2 separate regions of the Sus scrofa genome follow, and region 1 is linked to region 2. Evidence: chromatin contacts called from public promoter capture Hi-C data. All regions are on one chromosome and are shown on one strand. The core of a region is the stretch at or near the end of the contact, and the rest is flanking DNA. Distances in the headings are between cores, read along the strand shown.

What was found. Promoter capture Hi-C pulls out the DNA fragments that hold promoters and counts their contacts.
Region 1: a contact with region 2 is called in a promoter capture Hi-C map of fetal liver, with 2.6 times the contacts expected there. The contact joins the promoter of RPL23A here to the promoter of TMEM97 in region 2. A contact is called at or near these places in 1 of 5 promoter capture datasets (fetal liver) and 1 of 2 datasets of contacts at active chromatin or transcription factors (alveolar macrophages).

What each region holds. Positions count from the first base shown.
Region 1 is chr12:44,952,669-44,958,663 of Sscrofa11.1, reverse strand. It overlaps RPL23A (60S ribosomal protein L23a), which reads right to left and starts at 1,813. Exons shown (of 5, transcript XM_003131772.3): 1 at 1,468-1,813; 2 at 665-848. The coding sequence starts at 1,492. It overlaps RAB34 (RAB34, member RAS oncogene family), which reads left to right and starts at 3,727. Exons shown (of 10, transcript NM_001123178.1): 1 at 3,727-3,780; 2 at 3,998-4,089; 3 at 4,887-4,952; 4 at 5,056-5,157; 5 at 5,273-5,337; 6 at 5,446-5,497; 7 at 5,687-5,768; 8 at 5,848-5,938. The coding sequence starts at 3,727.
Region 2 is chr12:44,601,228-44,607,890 of Sscrofa11.1, reverse strand. TMEM97 (transmembrane protein 97) reads right to left here and starts at 4,127. Exons shown (of 3, transcript XM_021067476.1): 1 at 3,585-4,127; 2 at 399-543. The coding sequence starts at 3,713.

The DNA of each region.
Region 1 (5,995 bases), core at 564-3,063, 350 kb before region 2:
TCATCAATCTAGAATAACCCAGGAGTTCCCGTCGTGGCACAGTGGTTAACGAATCCGACTAGGAACCATGAGTTTTCGGGTTTGGTCCCTGCCCTTGCTCAGCGGGTTAAGGATCCGGCGTTGCCGTGAGCTGTGATGTAGGTTGCAGACGCAGCTCGGATCCCCCGTTGCTGTGGCTCTGGCGTAGGCCGATGGCTACAGCTCCGATTGGACCCCTAGCCTGGGAACCTCCATATGCCTCCGGAGCGGTCCAAGAAAAAAGACAAAAAAAAAAAAAAAAAAAAAAAAAGAACCCCACACCCTCAACTTCAAGGACTATTCCCTACAGCAGTAGGTGCAATGAAGAACAACCTAAACCTGGAACCCCAGAACAAAGAACATTTAAGCCCCACTTTTACACTCACAAGAAAGTAGACCACGCAGGAAGCAATTATTAACCTAAAAATTACCTAACCTTGACACTGACTCTGGGTTTAAAACAACAATTCCTGCCAATATTCCCAAAACACCTTTTGTTCTTAAATCATCTCCTCCCACACCCATTACAGAAACCCACTAAATTACCAACATGATTCTGAGAAGCCATGCTCTAGGTTTGGTAAATATCCAAACTACCAACAGAGAACACCCATACATCTTTTCATAAGTACCGGGGAGTACTGACTTGTTTCTCCTAGGGGCACTCTTCCGAGGATATTTGGGCTGCCTTCTGAGTCGCAGTGTTTTGGGCCGTCGGAAGGTGGGTGACGTCCGGATCTTCTTTTTTTTGTGACTGTGGACGCCTTTCAACACTGCTTTCTTGGCCTTCAAAGCCTTTGCCTTGGCTTCGGCTTTGGGAGGGGCAGGGGCTGAGAGAAATAAAGAAAATGAAGAGTGCAAGAGATACAGAAATCGATCGCTTCCGGCCTCAAGACCAGTAGTGGGCGCCCCAGGCTACACGTGCATCAGTGGTTCCTTTGAAGACATCACAAGCCTCAGGAAGTTCAAGTTTTTCCATCATATGCACGACACTAGGGCGAACTTGGGTTACGATGAAAAAAATTTACTAGCAATGATCGAACGCTTGCTAACTGCCAGAACCTGAACTAATAGTTTTATATATACCACCGCACAGCCATCTTGGGAAGGTATACAGCTCCATTTAACATGGGGGTTAAAAAGGAAAAACAAGTTCAGGGTACAGACTCTCTACAGGCCTGGAGACATGGAGCTCCCCAGGGCCGACTGTCTGGCTGTCCTGGGCAGGTGGTGCCGGCCAGGCTTGCCTCCCCTAACCCCTTCACCGAACCCAGCCCATGCGGCTGGGCCCACGCGCTCCTCAGCATTGCCGAAACGTGAGGAGCCGCTCCGGAGCAGACACCCAAAGGCTTGGCCCTGCCACCGTCCTCCCAGTCGGCCCAGTCGGTTCACTCTGCTTACGGGGATCCCAGGACAGTCAGCTGTGGAACCCCAAGCCCCAGCACACACCTTCCTTCTTTGCCTTCGGCGCCATCTTCGTGAAAAGGGTTTCTAAGACCTGTTCCCACGGGCTTATAGGGCCAAGTCTCACTGAAGACTCGCGATTCTTTTTGCTTAAGGCTGATTGGATAATATGCAGCGCGGCGCCCGCCGGGAATGGTAGATTTAACTTCCTCGCGAGAGGGACTAAACTAGCACCACCCCTCTTTAATGTCAGACACTAAAGCTTCATGGGGGTTGTAGTTTTTTGGAGACACGTGTTTGCTGCGGCGGGTGGATGGTGTAGCCCGCGGCTGCAAGGGTCTGAACGCTTCCCGTCTTGAGCAACTTTAGAGGAGAGAATTACAGTTCCAAGAACTGTAACACTGCAAACGGAATTAATATATTGTAGTTAAATTGACTTAGGGAGAGTGAAGCAAAATTCTATAACATTCGAGCAGAATTTGTCCAGTCCAACTCCCTTAGACAACGTCTGTGGAAGTTGAGGTCGACAGAGGGGACATGGCTTATTTATAACGCGGTGATTCCTTGGCAGAAAAAGTCGAGTCAGGCAGAGGGGAGGAGCAGAGGGGCAGAAGGGAGGAGCTAAGTGTCAAGAGAGGGTAGGAGGCGGCCACATCTTCCCCTTTACCTGTGACAGATTTCATGCATCTTCACAATAATACTCTTTTAAGAGACTGTCAATATTCCAAACACCTAGCGCTCAGATTTCTCCAGGATTCACTCATTTGGGGGGGGGGGAATAACTTCGTTCCACAGTACCTTCCCAAGTAGTCTCTTTGCTCCAGTCATCTTTGCATCCTCAAATTCAGTTCTTGACACAGAGCAGTTTAGTTATGCTCAGGTTTGCTTCTTTGAGGGACTGTGTTTACCCCACTTCACACAGCCTTTCTGCCCTCCCGTCCCCTCTTGGAATCAGAGTTCCCCCTTTGAAGGTGAGATTGATATGTGCTATCCCCTCTTCTAGACTGCAGACTGTAAAAAGGAAAGGGGGGCGGGGAAGATTCAAATAGGGTCAGAGCAAAGAACGCCCATGCCAGAGAGGAGTACCTTTGGCCCAGAGCCGTGACCGCTCCAAAGTGCGGAATCCTGGGTTCTCCTAGCCCTCCTTTACCCTCCATCGAGGGAGGCAGCTTGGTCTTCGCCCCCACCCCCCAATCTACAGATCAGCCTTGGAGGAAAAGGCACCAGACTTCGGACATCTCTCTCCTCGGTGGGCACCTGACTCCGACCCTGACACCCCCTCTGCGCTCCCCACCATCACCTCCCAGGGCAGAAGGGCGAGCGGGGGCAGACAATATGAGTCATGCCCTGGGCCTGGAGTTGAGGAGGGAAGCGCCGCCTCTCCTAGGGCCCCTTCTCTCCCCCTTTCCCCTCCCGCTGGTTCCTGGCACAACCAGATGCTGCGCAGCAATCACCGATTCCCCATCACCAATTCGGCTGGGTAAGGGTCCCCACGGAGGCTCCGACCAGCACCGGAGGTGCAGAGGAGAGAGACCCGGGGGATCCCGAACTGGACAGATTCCAACCTGGGTGGGGGCAGGCCTGGTGCCACGTGAGGCGTCTGGCGGGGGGAGCCTCTGCTGGGGCAGCGGTCGGGGGAGAAGAGGAGGGGGAGGCCAGGGCGGGCTGCGAGGCTGAGAGCTGCCGGGAGAGGGGCGGGGGGCGGCCCTTTCCCAGGAATTTCCGGGGATCAAGTTACAGCGCTCTCTGAGGGAGAGCAGAGTGGGACCAGAGGCCCTGCAGCGGACTGGGCCCCTCGCCCCCTCCTCCAGCCGACCCCCGCCCGCGCCGTCCCTGCCTACACTGACCCCGTGTGGCGGGGCCGCTCCGGGCCCCCGGGCCGTTCTGTTATGGTAGGGCCGCCTCAACCCCGAGTTGTCGTCGGGTCCCCACGGCCTCGAGTTATTGTAGGAACTATTCGGCCCCGAGTTATTGTAGGATCTGCGCGGGCCCGGGTCCCCCCAGACGGGACTCCTCGACCCCACTTGGTGGCCCAGGAGTCTCCCCGTCCCCGAGTCGTCCTCGGGACGCCCCGGGCCCGGGTGATTGTGGGTTCGCCCCGGCCCCGAGTGATTGTCTCATCCCCGTGGCCTGCGGTGGTCGTAGCGTCCCCGAGGCCACGGGCTCCCCTAGGCTCCCCGTGGCCCCGAGTTATAGTCGGGACCCCTCGGTCGAGGGTGATTGTCGGGTCTCCGCGGGCGCGAGTCGCTGGGGCGGATCAGGCCTCTGCGCCTTCTCCAGGCGCCCCGCAAAGCCGCAGGCAAGATGAACATCCTGGCGCCAGTGCGGAGGGACCGCGTCCTGGCGGAGCTGCCCCAGGTAGGCGCTAAGGCCACGTCGGGCTCCAGGCTGTGGTGGGTGTGGGCGGGGAGAGGCGGCACCAGATCCGTTAGAGGTTTGGGCCCAGCCTTGCCGCCCTGCTAGACCTGCTTCTGGGTGGTCCCTTCCCCACCCTTCCACCCCACCCGCCCGGGCTGCTTAGTTGCGGGAAGAGGGCCAGGAATGGGTGAGTCCCATGCTCTTCCATCCCTCTCAGTGCCTGAGGAAGGAGGCCGCTTTGCACGTGCGCAAAGACTTCCACCCCCGCGTCACCTGCGCCTGCCAGGAGCACCGGACAGGCACCGTGGGGTGAGTTAGAGACACCCCTTAAAAAAGGGAAGTCCTAGGAAACCTGTACATAAGGCTCTATTTCAGCCTCTGCCGGCTATATGATTATGCCTTTTCATGTCCTCATGTGCTCCCTTTTCTTCCAGCAAGCTTGTGGCAAGTCCAGTGAGATGGGGTGGGGTAGGAGGGTGGCAGTTTAATTCCGGACACAGAGATGGTGTCCATGATGAGGGCGTGGTCACCAGCTCAGCTTCCCTCAGGGCAGGGGGCCGTCCTAGAGGGATAAGTCCCATTGTGGGTAAAAAAAAAAAAAAACTAGTGACAGTTGTCACCATTAGTTGTGCACTTACTGTGTGTTATACCAGGCAGTGTGTTGGGTACCATTATTGTCTTTAATTAAATGGAAAACACCATCACACTTTTAAGATGTATCCTTATTTCAGAGATGTTAGAATGTATGTGTGTGTGTGGGGGGGTATATCTCAGAATATAGGACATTTAGCTCATTTTAACCTTCACAACAACCCAATAAAATGTGTGCTAAATCTCCACTTAACAAATGTTGACACTGAGGTTCAGAGAAGCTAAGAAACTTGTCCTAAGTCACACAGTTGGTAAGTGTGAGAACTGGAATTCAAATTCATATCTCCAATACTGAAGCACAGAACACTCCTCCCCAGCACATCTGTCCAGCCCTGGTGTCCGTGGTAACTTCAGCCTGGGTGCAGCTACCTTTGTGGACCTACTAGGGAACCCTGGGGCTCCTCTGAGTGAAAGAGCTAGTGCTCACTCTTCCTGCCCACTCTTATGTCCAGCAGATTTAAGATCTCCAAGGTCATTGTGGTGGGGGACCTGTCGGTGGGGAAGACTTGTCTCATTAATAGGTAAGAGGGGGGTGTTAGCTGAGCTGGGTTGTGCTGGGCAGGGTGGGCCCAGGTCTAGCCACATGGGCTGGGCTCAGGACCAGAGCATCTGGTGCCCCCTCAGGTTCTGCAAAGACACGTTTGATAAGAACTATAAGGCCACCATTGGAGTGGACTTTGAGATGGAACGATTTGAGGTGCTGGGCGTCCCCTTCAGTTTGCAGCTGTGAGTTCTTCCTCCACTCCTTCCCGCCATTCCTTCCCCTGTCACCTATACCCCACCTCACCCACCCCTTCCCCCGCCCCACACATACCTGTGTTTCCTGCCTCCTTCCTCCCAGCTGGGATACCGCTGGACAGGAGAGGTTCAAATGCATTGCATCAACTTACTACCGTGGCGCTCAAGGTAAGGGCCTGGGTGAGTGAAGTAGGGGCAGGTGGGTGCACCTAGGGCTGGAAATGAGCCAGTAGTGGCTTCTGCCACAATCTGCAGCTGTTGCTACCACTCTTACAGCCATCATCATTGTCTTCAACCTGAATGATGTGGCCTCCCTGGAACATACCAAGTATGTGGGGATGCTCAACTGGATTGGGGGCTCTGGGAAGAGAAGATTCAAAAAAGAGGGGGGTCAGGGGCACAGTAGGGAAGGAGAAGAATGCATCCAGGACCAGAGGGAGGCTAATGGGGCATAAGAGCATCAGTGAGGGGAGCCTTCCTATCCCCCTCATCCCTTGCTGTCCACTGTCCATGGCAGGCAGTGGCTAGCGGATGCGCTCAAGGAGAATGACCCTTCCAGTGTGCTTCTCTTTCTCGTGGGCTCCAAGAAGGACCTGAGTGTGAGTGTGCCAGTGGGGGGACTTCCCGCCATGACGAGGGAAACCCCACCCCCAGCATCTGACTCGGACTTTTGCTCAGACTCCTGCTCAGTACGTGCTGATGGAGAAGGATGCACTCAAGGTGGCCCACGAGATGAAGGCCGAGTACTGGGCAGTCTCCTCTCTTACGGGTGAGTCACAGACTTCTGGCCTTCCTTCTGCTCTGGCATCCCTGCCTACTTTACCTC
Region 2 (6,663 bases), core at 2,878-5,377:
GCCATTACCCATTAAACCGGCTGGTCTAAAATGCACTTGAAAGTTAAGCTTCAGGAATCAGCTTGATGCTGCCGCTTATAAGCCACTATGACACGACCCAAAGCAGAAAAACAAAAGGCAACCCACAAAAATTCTGTGGGGGAAACCGAAAGGAGCAAGTCCAATCTTTAAAGCAGCCTCAGATTTCTTGTGTACGAGGGACGTCCAGCCGACCACAGACACCAGGCTCGGCCACATCAATGTTTCCTGGCAAGATCTCTCCCAGCCCGGCCCACCAGGTCCTGTATCGCCTCACACACGACACAGAGACTCCTCCCTCTCTGTTGGTGAAACTTTCCCAAAAGATCCCTGGGACCTGGTTTCAGAGCAAAAATGGGATTTCCCCACCATTTACTAACCTTTGAAAAAGGCATATGTTGCAAAGGGAAAGAAAGGCAGCTGAAACACAAGCTCGCAAAACAGGAAGGCCTTAAACCACGCTGGGGGGCTCTGGAGCAGAGTGTCTTTGAACTCCTGGGTATACCACTTGCACAGGTTTCTCAGCTGGGGAAAGATGGGGATCGCGATGAATGCAGCCACCTGGCAGGTCAGGCTCGGCAGCTCCAACCCACTGGAAGAGCCCCTCAGTATCCAGCCCCCTTGGCTTCAGGCACACTCCCCGCTGGCTTTTGAGATGCAGCCTAGATACAAACTCACTAGCTCTCACTCAGGTGTTCGTTCTGCTCAGCTCTTCCAGCCTGTGTGCTACCAAGCATTTGCCTGTGACTCAGCGATAACACATGTGCAGTTGTGCTGCCTACTGTCAAGAGCAACAGTACCTGGCACTTAGTAGGCTCCTGGTTTGCTGAATGAACACACAGACTTGACATCTGCCAGCAATAACCTTTGTAAAGAAATCACGTGTAAAAGCCATTCTGACATTGGTTCTTTCACCAGCAACAGCACAGCAAGCTCCGAGGGCCAGATTTCCTCAAACACAGAAATGAATTTCCTTTTTTGGGGGTGGGGTGGGGGGAGGAAATAAACCTAACGTCTGTGAGGATGCAATTTTAGATAATTAGGTAATCTCCAAATCTCAAGCTCCTGATCATTCTTAACTCCCCCCAACCCATTCTAAAGTATTTATTTCCCCGTTTTAGGAGACGAGAGGATATTTGTAGAAAAAACTGCCCCAAACCACAAACTATATAGCTTCTAGGCTGTCAAGAGTGAGTGGTCTCATCTCTAGCTTGGGCCCCACCTTTGTACACATCAAATCAAAAGATGCAGATCTGCCGTGAGGTAGGTCGCAGTTGCGGCTCATATCTGGCCTGGCTGTGGCTGTGGTGTAGGCCAGCGGCTACAGCTCTGACTTGACCCCTAGCCTGGGAACCTCCATGTGCTGTGGGTGTAGCCCTAAAAAGACACACAAAAAAGACACAGATCCATGGTGACATTGCCATGGCGGGGGAGGGGGGCAGGGGAGTTAAGGCTTCCCTTTTTGTGCTCAATAAAGAGCCCAAAGCCTAAGGGCTCTCCACACTACGTAGTTGAGTTTAACTCAGAGATGGTGCCTTCAAAGCCAAATATGACAAATAAGACAACTTCCTATTACAATGGAAAATCCAAAGATACTTTCCCTGCTTTTTTTGTTTGTTTTTTAGGGCTGCACCTGCAACATGTTCAAGTTCCCAGGCTAGGGGTCAAATTGGAGCTGCAGCTGCTGGCCTACACCACAGCCAAAGAAACACAGGATCCAAGTCTCGTCTACGATCTACATTACAGATCACAGCAACGCCTGATTCTTAACCCACTAAGAGAGGCCAGGGATCGAACCTGCATCCTCACGATACTAGTCAGGTTCATACCCTGCTGAGCCACAACAGGAACTGCTCATGTTGTTTCAAGCCATTTTAGTTTTTGTAATGTTACAGGAGCAATAGGAAACTAATGCACATTGTGTATGTTTGAGCTTGATTTTTGTCTTTTTGCCTTTTCTAGGGCCGCTCCGGCGGCATATGGAGGTTTCCAGGCTAGAGGTCTAATCGGAGCTGTAGCCACCAGCCTATGCCAGCAACACGGGATCTGAGCTGCGTCTGTGACCTACACCACAGCTCATGGCAATGCCCAATCCTTAACCCACTGAGCAAGGCCAGGGATCAAACCCGCAACCTCATGGTTCCTAGTCAGATTCGTTAACCACTGCACCACAATGGGAACTCCTGAGCTTGTTATTTAACTCAACTCTTACTTGACAGCTGAAGCTACACAGCTCTGACTTGCCCAAGACACTCAACTGGTTCTTGGTCCAAGTTCCCAGACTGCGTTCCAGTGCTCTTGCCACACACAACCCACACTTTTCCCAGGAAAAGGTCGGTCAGAGATCTTCCCAGTTTAGGGTTGGAGCTACAGACACACCACACTATGTCTGTAACTTTTTGGGAGGGTCAGACCCCTGGAAAAGTTGATGGAAGCTACAGAAAACACCAGCTGCACACAATTTTGCATACCCATTTAGAGGTTTGTGGCTGTCAGGTTAAGAACCGCTGCTCTGCAGAGAAAAAGCATTTAGGGAGAATCAGTGGCAAAACCAAGTCTTTTGATAGACAAGTCACCCTTGCTCACAATTCTACAGATTGGAAAAGCAGGGAACCAAGGACTGGAATTCTGTGATAGAAGGTTACAGGGTCCAGACATGAAAATAAAAGTGAAGAAATAAAAAGCATTCAAGCAAAGTTTGGGATGGAGAATGTTCTCCAACAACCAGGAAATGGGGCTTCCGCCTATTTCTACTCAGGTGATCATTCTTCCTCAAACCCAATTAAAGACCAATTTGAAAGGGTAAAGCTTTTGAAGTTGCTAAGGACGGTCTGCGAATGTCCTTTAAACGGGTCTAATTCTACTTGTATTATTTCTTTGGGATTAGCCTGCATTTTTACAGCTCTCCCAAGAAACACAACTTTAAAACAAATCCAGAAGTTCCTGTTGTGGCTCATCAGAAAGGAATCCCACTAGGAACCATGAGGATGCAGGTTCAATCCCTGGCCTCGCTCAGTGGGTTAAGGATCTGGCATTGCCATGAGCTGTGGTGTGGGTCGCAGACACAGCTCAGATCTGGCGTTGCTGTGGCTGTGGTTGTAGGCCAGCGGCTACAGCTCCGATCGGACCCCTAGCCTGGGAAACTCCATATGCCGGGTGTGCGGCCCTGAAAAGCAAAAAAAAAAAAAAACCCCAAAAAATCACACACACAAATCCAGCGTGTGATTCAGACACTGGTTAATTCGGCCACTTCCCTCAAATATTGACAACTGACCAGAGCTAGGGTGTGAGAGCCTCAACAAACCCAGGGGGACCGTAGTTAAAAGGAGCAAAGTGTCTGCCCCCAGGAGCCTCGGGGAGAGCGGCTGGAAGACAAAGAAAACCCCGAGGAAGAAGTCGAGTCGAAGGGTAAGGAAGGGCCGCAGTGCCTGCGGGACCCAAGAAATGCGGGAGGGAACCCTGACAGCGAGGCCCCAGCAGTGGAGGCCACGGAGACGCCGGAGCAACCACTGCGCCGAGAGGCCCCAATTTCAGCGACTGGCGGCCAGGACCGACGGCGCCCTCACCTCGACGGGGTAGAGATCGGGCGGCAGCAATGCCTGCATATCCACGAGCAGGGTGAGGGGGATGTGGGAGAGGAAGTAGAAGCCCAGCAACCACTCCAGGCCGCGCCGGACACCCAGACGCCCCATCATCCGTCGGCTGCGCCCGATGGGAGCCGAGGCTACGCTCGCAGGAAAGCTCTGTGGGTACAGAAACACTCCGTGGGTACAGAAACACTCCGTGGGTACACGCCGGCGCCCCCGCGGTCCGGGGACAGCGCCCCGCCCCGCCCCGCCCCGCCGCGAGAACGAAGCCGGCCGTTCCCATTGGCTGAGAAGCCGTGCGCGGGCCCGCAGCGCCCCCAGAGGGGGCCCGGGGACCTTTTCTATTGGTCGCCGGGAGAGCCGCGTGAGGTGGGGGCAGGGCTTCTTGGCCGCAGCGTGGAACCGGGAGGGGTACGTGGAGTGTACCCTGCGCGGCCTTGAACGCTGCTGGGACCTCTGGCCTTCTTCCCGCGACCGCGTGTCCGCTGCGCTCCGCGGAGGATCCCCTGCGTGGCCCTTTCGCTTATTACTCCTCTGTTACTTTGCTCCATCCGTGTAGTGCTTGCTGAGCGCCTCCGGTGTGCCCTGCTGTGGGCGCTTTATGGGGATGGAGTTCCCAGTGCAGTGGGGTGTCACCCATCAGGGCCGGCCAACACTGAGTCCGTGCCTTGGCGGCAGTCACAGGCCGTGGGGACAGAGGGCACGAATACTGCTCTGGCAGGAGTTGAGGGTCCTGGAAGCCTTTCGGAGGATGCCTAGGGGGCAGCTAGCCTCGATTAAGAAAGAAGCACAGGGATATAGCAGGAGGTAAAATTGACAAGTATTGGTGGTAGGCTGGGGAGAAGGAGGGAGGCTCAAGGGTTCGTTTATTCATTCTGTAAATATTGATCTTAAATTATTCCAGGTCTGCCCTGGAACAGGATGGGGAAGGGGGGCTGCCATTCGCTCAGAAGAGGGAGGTAGAGGAGAGATGAGTTGAAGAGAGTGTAATATGGTTCTGGCCAGGTTGTCCCTGAGCAGCCTCTGTAACAGCTACGCAAAAAAGACTGTCTAGTAGGCAGTCCGATGAAATGTCTGAAGATGTAGATTTGTGAGGAATCAGCGTTCGCTGGGAGTTGAAGTCTTGAGAGCAGAAGGCCTATCAGAGGCCTTAGACCACCTCCAACCTCAGGGGTCACGGAAGGAGGGGGCTGCGGTACAGGTGGACAACAGGGGTGTGATGTCTCAGAAACACAGGGGAGGAGGGACCGTCACCTGTGTCAGAGCAACACTGAATGGTACCCCATGGCCTTGTGTGAGCAGCTATACGGCTGGTGGAGGCAGGAGCCAGATGGCAGCAGGGCAGAGAGTAAGGAGGTGGGGAACTCGAGAAGGTAGGGCGTGTAGGTGTCTGATTATGAAGGGGAGGAAGCAGCAGCTGAGGGGGGATGTGCTCCGGAGAGAGCTTATTTATTTAGAGGAGAGAGACTGAAGCACTTTCACTTATTTAGATGATCCTAAAAGTTTCAGGGTCGGGGGAGAGGCCGTCCATCCAGGGGGCAGAGGGCAGGAGATGTGACTCAAGACCGCAGAGGAGCCGGAGAGAATGGATTAGGGTTAGGTCGGAGGAGCGCTGAGCTCCCCAGGGTGGGCTCAGTGGTGCTGTGACAGAGAAGTTGTCCCTGTAGAGGATGCAGGTGAGACGCGTGGCTGTTGACCTGGAGGCCCCCCTCTCCTTGGCCGTGTGCTTTTCTCCATTGTGAGGTCTGCACAGAAAAAGGCTGTAGGACCCATCCAGGCTGGGGCTTCGAAAGACAGTGATTGAAGAGCGTGCCGTTCAAGCCGGATAGGGGTGCGTGACATGAAGCCAGAAGAGGCTGGGAGACGGGAAAAGTGAGCAAATTTGAGGCCTTGCTGAGGAATAAGCCTTAACGTGATGGGAGTAACTGGATGAATGGGCCAGAAGCTTGGGAGAGTTCGCCCGGGGGTACAGTGTTGGGTTCCAGGCATCAGGAGGAGGTTCTGCCCATGAGAAGCCACGGCTGAAATGGTATTTGGAGATGAAGTGAAGGGACAGAGATCCCAAGGCGTGGGATGGATCAACCCCAAAGGCCACCGCAGGTGGTGGCGGCAATCCAGTGGAGAGAAGGCTGTGAGCCCATTGCCAGAGTCTTCAGTGTAGGAGTTCCCGTCGTGGTGCAGTGGAAATGAATCCGACTAGGAACCATGAGGTTTTGGGTTCGATCCCTGGCCTCACTCAGCGGGTTAAGGATCTGATGTTGCCATGAGCTGCGGTGTAGGTTGCAGACTCGGCTTGGATCCTCTGTGGCTGTGGCAAAGGCCGGGAGCTGCAGCTCCGATTGGACCCCTAGCCTGGGAACCTCCATATGCCGCGGGAGCAGCCCTAGAGAAGGCAAAAAAAAAGACAAAGTCTTCAGTGTATATGGGGGTGTGACCGGGAGGGAGGTGGGCGTGGGCTGAGGTCTGGGGTAAGCCTTGGAGCGTGGAGGGGACAGGGTGTGGAAATGGCTGGAGGAGCAGAGAGCAGGGAGGCTGGGGACCCCACCTCCTGACCCTGTGAGCTGCTGGAGTGTGAGAAAATGAACAGCCTGCACGGGAGGGCTCTGTGGGGGAGCAGAGACCTTACTGCAGTGGGTGAGGGTGAGGAGGGGGGTGTTGATTTGGGAGTCAGACAAGGTGGAGGGAGGGCCTAGCAGGAGAGGGAGGTGCAGCTTCCTTCTGGGGCGGTGAACAAACAAGGCATGGAGGGTGGCTGGACATGGTCAGAACACAAAGTTCTGGCGTCCCGGGACCTCTAGGGGGCAGGCTGGAGCGCCCCTGCACCGCGCTACTCAGGAGGGGGCCTGGCAATGGAGCCCCCGCAACCCCCGCAATGGCTCTCAGGACTCAGTGAACCTTTTAAGCTGTGCTTGGTGCTGATTGTAACTGTTTGCTGGGATTTGCCCAGGGACAGTGATAAGTGTACAGCTGTTGAAGTGACTTTGCCTCCCAAAGCAGCTCACCCAGCCAAGTTTGTTATCTGTAGATAAAGATTTTCAAGGCCAAGCGCTTTGGAAGG